Regions from separate parts of the Ovis aries genome. Here region 2 is linked to region 1. A link is a contact called in public Hi-C data. All regions are on one chromosome and are shown on one strand. Each heading gives the region's core, a stretch centred on a gene start, on an enhancer-like site or on the middle of the called end of the contact. The rest is flanking DNA. Distances are from core to core; before and after follow the strand shown.

What was found. Hi-C and Micro-C count contacts between places; a contact is called where the count stands out from the background.
Region 2: a Hi-C map of liver shows a contact between it and region 1, with 2.7 times the contacts expected there. The contact joins two enhancer-like sites. A contact is called at or near these places in 4 of 16 Hi-C or Micro-C datasets (hypothalamus, liver, muscle and 1 more).

The regions. Positions count from the first base shown.
Region 1 is chr13:54,567,139-54,572,221 of ARS-UI_Ramb_v3.0, reverse strand. No RefSeq gene overlaps it. Among named protein-coding and RNA genes, the nearest start is that of RPS21, 3.2 kb to the right of the region's middle. Within about 2 kb of position 2,736, at least 11 of the 54 cell types and tissues checked have an H3K27ac peak or open chromatin away from gene starts, as enhancers often do. A contact at or near this core is called in liver, where this site is marked.
Region 2 is chr13:54,820,236-54,825,117 of ARS-UI_Ramb_v3.0, reverse strand. The region is part of intron 1 of TAF4 (TATA-box binding protein associated factor 4); the gene reads right to left. Among named protein-coding and RNA genes, the nearest start is that of TAF4, 31 kb to the right of the region's middle. Within about 2 kb of position 2,172, at least 4 of the 54 cell types and tissues checked have an H3K27ac peak or open chromatin away from gene starts, as enhancers often do. A contact at or near this core is called in liver, where this site is marked.

The sequences.
Region 1 (5,083 bases), core at 1,487-3,986:
TCACCACCAGGGGCCCAAGGGAGGGCCTTCCTCTCTAGTCCATTCCAGGTTCCCAGCTGGGTGTTCCCAGTGGGCAGATGAGGGACCCCCACACCCTTGCTTCGGAGTTAACCCTTCTTAGGGCTCAGCTTTGGGCTAGGGCGTGGGGCAGTGTTGGGGGGTTCCTCTCTTCCTGTCCAAGGCCCTGTTCTGGCTGCACTACATCCCATCCCCCCACCTCCAGAGCTCTAGGCTGGGTCAAGCCCTGCCCTGTGCCCTGGCTCTGTAACTCTGGGGAAGCCACTTCCTCTCCCTTGGCCTCAGTTTCCTGCTCTGTACAGTGGGCTCATAATTGCACATCCTCTCAGGGTGGCCATGGGGCCACCTGGGTGGGGTCAGAGGTCAGCTTGGGGATAGAACCTGGTGTCTCCCTGGCGGGCCTGGCCCGGGAGAAAGATCGGCCATGCAGCCTTCTTGCTTTGAACCTGAAACTCCACCCAGTTTGGCTGGAATGTCTTGGCCTCTGGCCAGCGTGGTGAGCCTGTGGCATGTCCACTGGGATGAGCCAGTTGGCTGCTGTGTGCATGCCTGGGGTGGAAGTGCCTCCATTCCTGTCCCTTGGCTCAGCCCTTGTGGCCTGGCCTGGAGGGAGGGGTGGGGCCAGAAGACTAGACATTCCTGGGTGTCTCTGACCTCATAGTGCCCTCTGTTGGGTGTCAGTGGGGCTCCAGGTGCCCAGCTTAGGCCCCCACCCCACCTCCAGAATGTCTGTACATGCAACTGAGAAAGAGGTCCATGAAGGCCTCCTGGGAGCCAGGTGGGGAGGGGAGAGGCCCATCCAGATGCTGCCCCAATGCCAGCACAGTGTGCAGCACACTCTGCCTGTGTGGGTGGACGCAGATGTCAAAACCAGGGGGGTGGGGGGCACTTAAGGTCTGTGTTCCTAATCACCATGTGTGGGTTATATCTCAGTGAAAAAGTCTAACACAGTAGAATAGTTTGAGCAAACTCTGGGCTTCCCTGGTGGCTCAGAGGATAAAGAATCCATCTGCAATGCAGGAGACCCAGGTTTGATCCCCGGGTTGGGAAGATCCCCTGGAGAAAGAAATGGCAACTCACTCCAGTATTCTTGCCTAGAGACTGGTGGGCTACAGTTCCTGGGGTTGCAAAGAGTCAGACGCTCTGAGCGGCTCACACACACACACACACTGCTGCTACTGCTAAGTCACTGCAGTCACGTCCGACTATGTGTCACCCCATAGACAGCAGCCCACCAGGCTCCCCTGTCCCTGGGATTCTCCAGGCAAGAACACTGGAGTGGGTTGCCATTTCCTTCTCCAGTGCATGAAAGTGAAAAGTAAAGTGAAGTTGCTCAGTTGTGTGCAACTCTTAGCGACCCCATGGACTGCAGCCCACCCGGCTCCTCCATCCATGGGATTTTCCAGGCAAGAGTACTGGAGTGGGGTGCCATTGCCTTCTCCACACACACACACTGGAAGACAGTAAAAGACAGGGAAGCCTGGCATGCTATGGTCCATGGACTCGCAGAGTCAGACAGGACTAAGCGACTGAACAACAACAAATAAAATAGAATGACAAAATAAAATAGAGCAGAAAGGGTGACCGGCTGGATGCTGTCAGGCTCCTGGCCCTGACGGCCTGTGAGCACCGGTGCCCAAGGCCCCACACCCCAGGTCACTGAGGTCAGACCTACATGCTGGGGCTGCACACCTGCTGGGGCCTCCCTTAAACTCACAGAGACCAAGGAGACTGAGTCAGATGGAACTGCCTGTCCCCTTGAGGCCGGAGGACGGTTTGGAGTTGTGGCTGGGGGAGGTGGCACCAGGGCCTGCTGGAGTCCCTCTGAGGCAGGTCTGTGTCCAGAGCTGGACCTTCTCCCAGGGAACCAGAGCAGGCAGGATGGGGTGGTAGCTGCAGCTCCTGGCTAGGTTTGCATGGGGAGAATCCTGTCCCTTGGCCCTGACCCGTGGCTCACCCTGGGCCCCCGCCCAGGCCCGGAAGGAGGGTTTCCTGGTTTCGGGGCTGGTTCCCCTCCACACACAATGCGTGTCAGGCTGCCCAGGCCCCACCCAGCCCAGACAGCTGCTCTGGGAGGAGCCAGGAGGTGCCCCTCAGCCCCCTGCCCAGGAAGGCTGTGTCCCATGCATCTGAGCCCTGCTTACCTGCCATGGGCTAGGCCCCAGCAGAGTGCAGGTGAATGGGCAGTGGATGCTGGACGCAGACGCCGGCCAACACCTCTGGCCACCGGCACCCTCCTGGGCAGCCTGAATGGGGTCCTGTGTGATATGCGGGTGGGCATCAAGTGCGGCTTCAAGTCAACCCAGGAGTCCGCTCTACAGCTGTGTAGACCTGGGGTCACAGCATAACCACCCAAATGACGGTGGCAGTGGTGATGAGGGTAACAGTGATGCTGGTGGTGACAGTGGGGTGCTGAGGACCCTGACTGCCACATCCACTCTGAGCTCCCCAGATGTGTTAACCCTCCGGGGTGGTGCTCTTACCACTGTCCCCACTTTACAGCCGGGAGGAGAGACAGCTAAGGGACTGGCCATACAGCTAAGGGACTGGCCACACAGCTAAGAGGCAAGGTGGGGTGATCTTGGGGGTGCAGGGGGCAGGAAGAGGTGTAAGTTCTGCAGGCCTGGAGGTGCTCAAGCATCCTGATGGGGACCACCCTGCTCAACAGCCGCTGCTCTGAGCCCCCTGGGGGCTGCCTCAGAAGGACAATATCTTCCCGCCCCCAACCCCTTCATCCCGCCCAGCCTCTGGCCCTTTCCCAACCTGGAGACCCCATAAGAAGCTCAGTAAACAAGTCATCCCTTGGCTGGGGGCCAGAGGCCTGAGGGAGGTGGCCAGCCCCCTACAACCAGCAGGAAAGCGACTGATGAGCCTCTGTCCTTGAGCCCCGCCCACGGGTGCCTGCAGGGCCAGGCACAGCTCTTGGGGGCCCCATAGTGGCTGCTGGGCAGAGTACAGGCAGGGACACCTCTCCTCAGTTCTGAACCCCCACAGCCTGCAGCCTGAGCAGCTGCCCCCCACCCCACGCCCAACTTGATGAGAGGGGAACTGCTGATGGAAGGCCCAGCTGGCTCCCTTCAGGGACTGCTTGCTCCTCTGTCTGTGGGACCTGGGACAGCAGGGTTTCTTATTTTTTTAATTTATTTAAACAGACAAAGTAGTTTCTTAAAGAGGGGCTCATTCATACAGATTTCACTGCCAGAGGGTGGGGTCACAGAGCTTCCTTTTGAAGAACTTGGCCTGAGGAACTCTGGCCCCACTGGGGAGAGAATGTGTTGTCTTCTGTGTGTCCATGCGTGTCCTATAGTATTTAAAATGTTTTTGTGTGTGTGTGTGATAATATACATATAAACAAAACTTAACACCTTGACCATTAAGTGTGCAGTTCAGTGGTATTAAATACATTCATAATGTTGTGCAGATATCACCACCATCCATCTCTACAACTTCCTCACCTTGTAGAGAGGAGCTCTATGCCCATTAGACACTAACCCCCACCCCAGCCACAGCCGCTGTTATTCGACTCCTCTAGGCACCTTGTGTATCTGGAATTACACTGTACTTGTTTGTGACTGGCTTGTTTTACTTAGCACAATTTCTCAAGTTTCATCCATATGCTTGTCACAATTCCCCTCCTTTTTAAAGATGAACAACATTCCACTGTGTGCATAGACGATATCCCGCTTATCCCTTCACCCACCCAAACACGTGGGTTGCTTCCATCATAGACTACTGTGAATAATGCTGCTGTGAATGTGGCTGTACAGATCTCTTCAAGACACCACTTTCAAAGTCACTGTAGTCATTCTAATGGGTGTGAGTGGATTTTGTTACACGTGCAAGTGAAGCAAACTATGGACAAGGCACAGATTAAAAATCCAACCGCCCCTTCTAAACAGCTGGGAGCAAAAGCACGGTACCAGCGCATGCCCCTTGCACTTAACACTACCAAAGAGATGGGCAAACCACCTAAGCTCCCCTCCAGCCCAATCCCTGGACCCACTCCTACCTTCACACCATACAATGGAGCGAACAAGGGAACCTATTACTTGTTTTCACTCCTTCCTACTGCAGCAGGAACCCTGATAAAGCCTTGCCTGAATTTCTTATCTCATCTCATATCAATTTCTATTGAATAGGGAGGACAAGAAAGGCTTCCCAGGTGGTACTAGTGGTAAAGAATCCACCTGCCAGTGCAGGAGATCCAGGTTTGACCCCTGAGTTGGGAAGATTCCCTGGAGGGCATGGCAGCCCATTCCAGTATTCTTGCCTGGAGAATTCCATGGATAGAGGAGCCTGGAGGCCTACAGTCCATGTGGTCGCAGAGTCTGAAGCAATTTAGTACACATGCATGCAGGGAGGACAAGAACCCTGGTCCATAATACAACCACAGACATAAACACGTGCTGCACGTGTCCCTGCACGTGCTGGGGGTCCTGGAAAGGGCACACATCTCTCCAGCTGGCACCAACAGGGAATGATGACCTTCCTACAGGGCACTGGCCTCAGTGACCTGAGGCCCAGCTGCCAGAGCCCAGTGGAAGCAACAGCAAACACACTGCCCACTCGAACACTGGTTTTCAGGTATGAGTAGCCTCAGCTGTGACCAGGCCCAGACATTAAATTCTCCCGGACCTGTACAGAAGTTGGCTGTGACTCAAATGGGGCGCCGTGAGGACAGGCCGACCAGGATCATTCGCAGTCGCCACAAGGTGAGCAGACACAGCCTTGGAAGAGCCCTCACCTGTGCGACCTCACAGAGACTTGAGTTGGGGAAGTGAGGTGGGACCCTATCTTGGAGGACCGGGAGGGTTTGCCGAGTAAGAGGTATCGGGATTTCGGAGGCTCCACTGCTGGGCTCGGCCCTGGCCAGCAGGGGCGGCGGGGTGTATAAGCTCTGGGAGTCGACCCCCGAGGGGCCCTCTCTCTCATCTGAAAGATGAAGTCCCAAGGGGGTGTTTCAACTGAGACGGCGGGGCACAATCACAGGATTGCGGGACGGAGGGCTCTGGAATTATCTCTGCAGCCTGGAGTTTTTCTTTTTTCTTCATTAACAGACCCTCGC
Region 2 (4,882 bases), core at 923-3,422, 250 kb before region 1:
TGGGTGGCAGCTCCAGAGGCGTGGCAGCTTCCCTGGGTACCACGCATACAGCCACTGCCTCCGAAAGAAGTGGAGTCAGGAATGCCTATGACACCTGGGAGAATCTGCCACACAGTCATGACATCATCACACTCTCTAGACCTCATAAATTCTGGTTATAATGCTCATTTCTAACAGATGACTGCAGTACCACTCAAAGGCAAAGAAACACAACTGTCTCAAAATGTAACTTAAACAAACTTTAGATAAAAGATCACAGAAAAGCAACCGTCTCTGTTCACAACAGCAGCACCCTGTCTGGGACTCCCAGCACTCTGGCCCCAGGGAGGACCAGGAGGCCATCTGAGCCGTCATCCCTCTGCCGGCGCCAAGCCAGCTCTGGGAGCGGTCAGGGAAGGGCCCCTGCAGGCGCCACCCTCCCGCCCTACAGACACACAGCCCCCAGGTCCCCCGCACACACACCCTGGCAGCCTGGCTGCACCATGGACCCCACCAGGCCCCTCCCTGCACCCCTCACCCCCAACTCAGAGTGCTCTGGAACCAAAACCAGCCAGTGTGCACAAGCGACAAGCATGACACGGCGAGCTCACACAGCAGAAAGCCACTCAAACTTTCATGTTAGATGATGCTAACATCCTTCTTAGTGCAGAGACAAGCGTTCATGAGGGCAGACTTGAGAAACGCAGAGACGAACCCGGAAGACGGAACTCTCAGGAGCCCGCCCCCTCTGGCTACAAGACTTTGAGTTTCTTTCCACCCTCTGTTCTATGAGCACGTGTACAACATATGTGTTTTGATAACCGTAAAGAAAATTGGGGTAATTCTGTTGATATTCAGCTTGGTGTTTTCTTTTCAAAACCATAATTTTCAGTGGCTACGTATTTCATCCAAAATGTATTTATAATTTCTTTATTGATGAAGGCAGGCAATTTTATACTTTTTGTCATTGTCAGAGCTCAGGATTTTACAGAAAGACACGCAGCATAAACCCACAGCACCCGTGTTAAGGCCGTGCTGCGTGTACTCATACCTAAGACAGACACAACACCACCTGTTTGGGAGGCTGGGCACCCACGGGCACAGAACGCAGGGAGCTCTGTGGTGTGGGGTGGGGCTGGGGCACATCCTCGTCACAGCCCGAGCACAACAACAGTCCTTAGGACTAAACGAGCCCCACCCTCCTCCAAGAACCAGAGTTCAAGATCAACTCCAGCATTTGTACCCAAGGTTACAGTTTCCCTGATCCCTTTCATACCAACATTTTTCACTGTATTTTTTACCAAAATGTAGGTCAGCCAGAGCTACACGACAAATAGGCATTTTCCACTCCACCTGGGATCCTCCACCTGGAAGTCACCACTTCTGGGGAGACATTCTTAGCATGGCCTTCAGTGCTCAGCCCCGCCCTTTCCCCCAAGACACAGGCATGTCCTTCGGCTTCAGCTGGGGGGGGTCCCAGGCCTGGCGAACGGCCCAGCTGCACTGGCACAAGCAGGGAACAGCAGTTGGGCTGGAGGGGCCAGAGCCTTCCCTGCCCTCCCACCCACCCCCAACAAGCACTGCTAGCACCATCACTGGCCAGATGGCTCGGAGAGTCTGCAGAGACGGTGCGATGAACAGCAGACCCTCCATCACCAAGATGCAAAATAAAACTGCCCCTGAACCCTGACATGGACGCTGAAGAAGCCAGAATCGGACCAGAAGCAGAGGAATGCAGAGAGGCGTGACACAGCCAGAGAACGAGAGCGTCATGCAGGGAACCAGGGAGGGACTTCAGGTCTGGACCATCCAGACCCCAGGCCACAGCAGCAGCAGAGGAGCCCGGCCTCGTGGAGCATCTCTGAGACCCACGCCCAAGAGAACAGCCACCGGCCAGGGTGTGACGGGGACCTCCTGCCACACCACCCGCAGTCCTGCCGGGGCCCCTCTACCACGTGCCTGTGGGACGGGGTCCCCCAACTACTCTACCGGAAGCAAACTCAGCCAGACACCAGCACAGATACCAGTGACGCTGACTTAATTACAGCCTAAACATTCTTTCACTCTTAGGGCTGCCTGCCTTTTAAACCACCTAAAAGAAAGTGCCTAAACCCACAGAGCTCAGACTCCAGGAAGGCTGGTGGCCGGGTCAGACGTGTGGGAGGCGGGGCTCCTGTGTCCTGGCCTCACCTCAGCCTCACAGGACCTGAGCACTGAGGGCGGAGCAAGACTGCTGCAAACGTAAAGAAGCGTTTGCCTGCCTGCACTGTCAGTGCTTTCAAAGCGGAAGGTGAGGAAACCTTTGATCAAAACAAACAACAACAGGGCTTCTCTGGTGGCTCAGTGCCAAAGAATCCACCTGCCAATGCAGGAGACACGGGTTCGATCCCTGGTCTGGAAGATTCCACATGCCTGGGAGCAACTACTCCCACGCAGCACAGCTACTGAGCTTGTGCTACAGAGCCGGGGAACCGCAGCTCCCGAAGCCCCCAGCCTCAGCGCCGCGCTCTGCCACGAGAGAAGCCCCGCCACGAGAAGCCTGCGCACCGAACTAGAGAGGAGCCCCTGCTCGCTGCAACCAGCGCGAAGCCCACGCGGCAATGAGTCGGCACAGCCACAAGTAAATGCGCAAATAAAACAATCTAAAAACAACAAGAAAAGCCCCGGGCAGGCAGACCCCACCCACTTCTTCCAGCTCCAAGTCAGGTTTCCCCCACACAAACATGGCTCAGGGTCATGGCAGAGCACGGCTGGAGATTCAGGACTCCACACCTGATTTTCACTTCACATCACACAGTGACTTTCAAAATTTTGATGAAACCAAGAATCGGCTCTAAGTAAGGTAAGGCATCACTGGGCCTCAGAGGCTGCGCCTCAGGACCTCACTCCCAGGTGGACATACATGTACTTACGGCTGATTCATGCTGTACAACAGAAAGCAAACGACACTGTAAAGCAACTACCCTGCAATTAAAAATAAGGAAAGAAAAGAAGCTGACTGCTGTGCACACACACGGCAGCAGAGCTGTCCCCACAGGACAGGCTGGAGAATAAGTACCAGGACGAGGTGGGCGGTGGGGGGTCAGGGCTGGAGGGGGTCTTTCCCACACCAAGCACGTCCACACAGCCTGAAATTCAGAAATGGACCTGCTTAGAGTACAATTTCTGAAAACAAAACTTTACCCCAAACTTGACTAAACAGTCAGTAACCACAACTGTCTTACCTACTTTAAAAATTGACCATAAAAATGTCCATCAAGCAATTCCCAAAAACACCACAAAGGGCCAAAGAGCAGATGCTTAACCTCGCAGGTTTCAGGCAAGGACCGTCCCCCAGACACAGCTCAGTGTCCTTTCTACCTTCAGCCCTGGCACGGGCAGGGGCGTGGGGCACGCACCAACACCGCGGTGCATGCCCCTGGACCCGGCCACTGCAGTGCGGGGTCCCTGTGCGGCGGCACCCGCCTTCAGGGCTCAGGCAGCCGCACCCCTGCTGCACGTGCCCACACGCAGCCCACCTGTGCGCCAGCAGGGACGCGTGCCTTGGACGTGCGATGGGACGGGATGTGAGAAGACGATGGCACCACAACACACGTGACCAGCTCTCGGAAAAGTCACGTGTGCGCACTCAGTTATGTACCTGAGAGACAAAAACCCGGTCTAGACACACCTCAGGGTATTGTCCTCCAGGGAAAGACCCAGGTTCACCGTTGTTTAGACTAGCACTGGGACCGCCCTGTCACTTCAGTGACACCCCATAAAGGAAGACAACCCCAAGAAGTGCCGGGGTGCCAGAGCCCCCCAGCCCAGAGGTCCTCTCAACCCTTGGGGCGGCCTCCACTTCCCTCCTCCCCAAGGCCCTCCTCCACGAGGTCCACCACCGAGGACGCCACCCGCGAGCCTCAGCAGCCAGCGCTGCCCCGCCCCGTCTCGGACGCTGCACTCGGCTCCTGTGTCCTGGGCCGGCTCTGTGGCTCCAAGTGCCTGTCACCTCGCTCCTTTCTGGGTGACAGAAGGAACACAATGCCACAGAAGGACACGGTGTGTGCCCCTAGGGGCACAGCACGACGGAGGGAAGGTCTCCCTCCAGCTTGACACAGGCCTCACCCGACACGGTGGCACGCATCCACGCAGCTGCCCAACGAGGTGCCTTGGCCCAGTGCCCTCACCCCCGCACGTCCACGCACAGCAAACGGGAAACCACCGTATGACCGGCGGGCCTCTCCACGCACCTGTGGAGGACGCCTCTGTGCAGTGTGCCGCTGGCCCGGATCCCCCTCTGCCTCTCTGCTGTCCACATCTCAGTCAGCCCAGAGCGGTTCTCAGCCCCTCAGGTTTTCAAGAGTCCTGCAACCCACAGGTCTCAGAGGCTTCCCCAAGCTCTTCTGGAGGCCCTGAACCTCCCTCTGCACCCTGGAGCTGGTGCCGAAAGCCTGCGCCCATCGGCTGCCAGGGCGGCCATGATGAGAGGTCAGTCAGCATCCCGAGGGCCTGGGGCCCCTGCCTGCAGCCTCCCCGAACTTCTGGAAGAAAGCCAGAACATGCTTCACTGCGACCCACGTCCCGAGTTCTGAACACTCCGTGCTAGCAGACAACTTGCATCCACGCGTGACTCAACGCAATCCCTCTTGCCTGCAGATCTCTGCTCCCTTCGCTTTGACTAGCAGCAGCCAGTCTGTGCCCCCAGCCCCCGCCACACAGCACCGAGAGACCCCAGGTGGGCACTTCTCCACTCAACCCAGTCCACCCTATCTTTCCTTTATCTTCCCTTTCCTCAAACTTTCCCTTAACTTTATCTTCTGTATTTATTATTCACTTTCTGTTCCTTCTTGGGGGTAAGAACGTGTGTAAGTAAGTAAAAGAACCAGCAGATGCTCCTCCCAGAACAGGGGAGGGGGTGCAG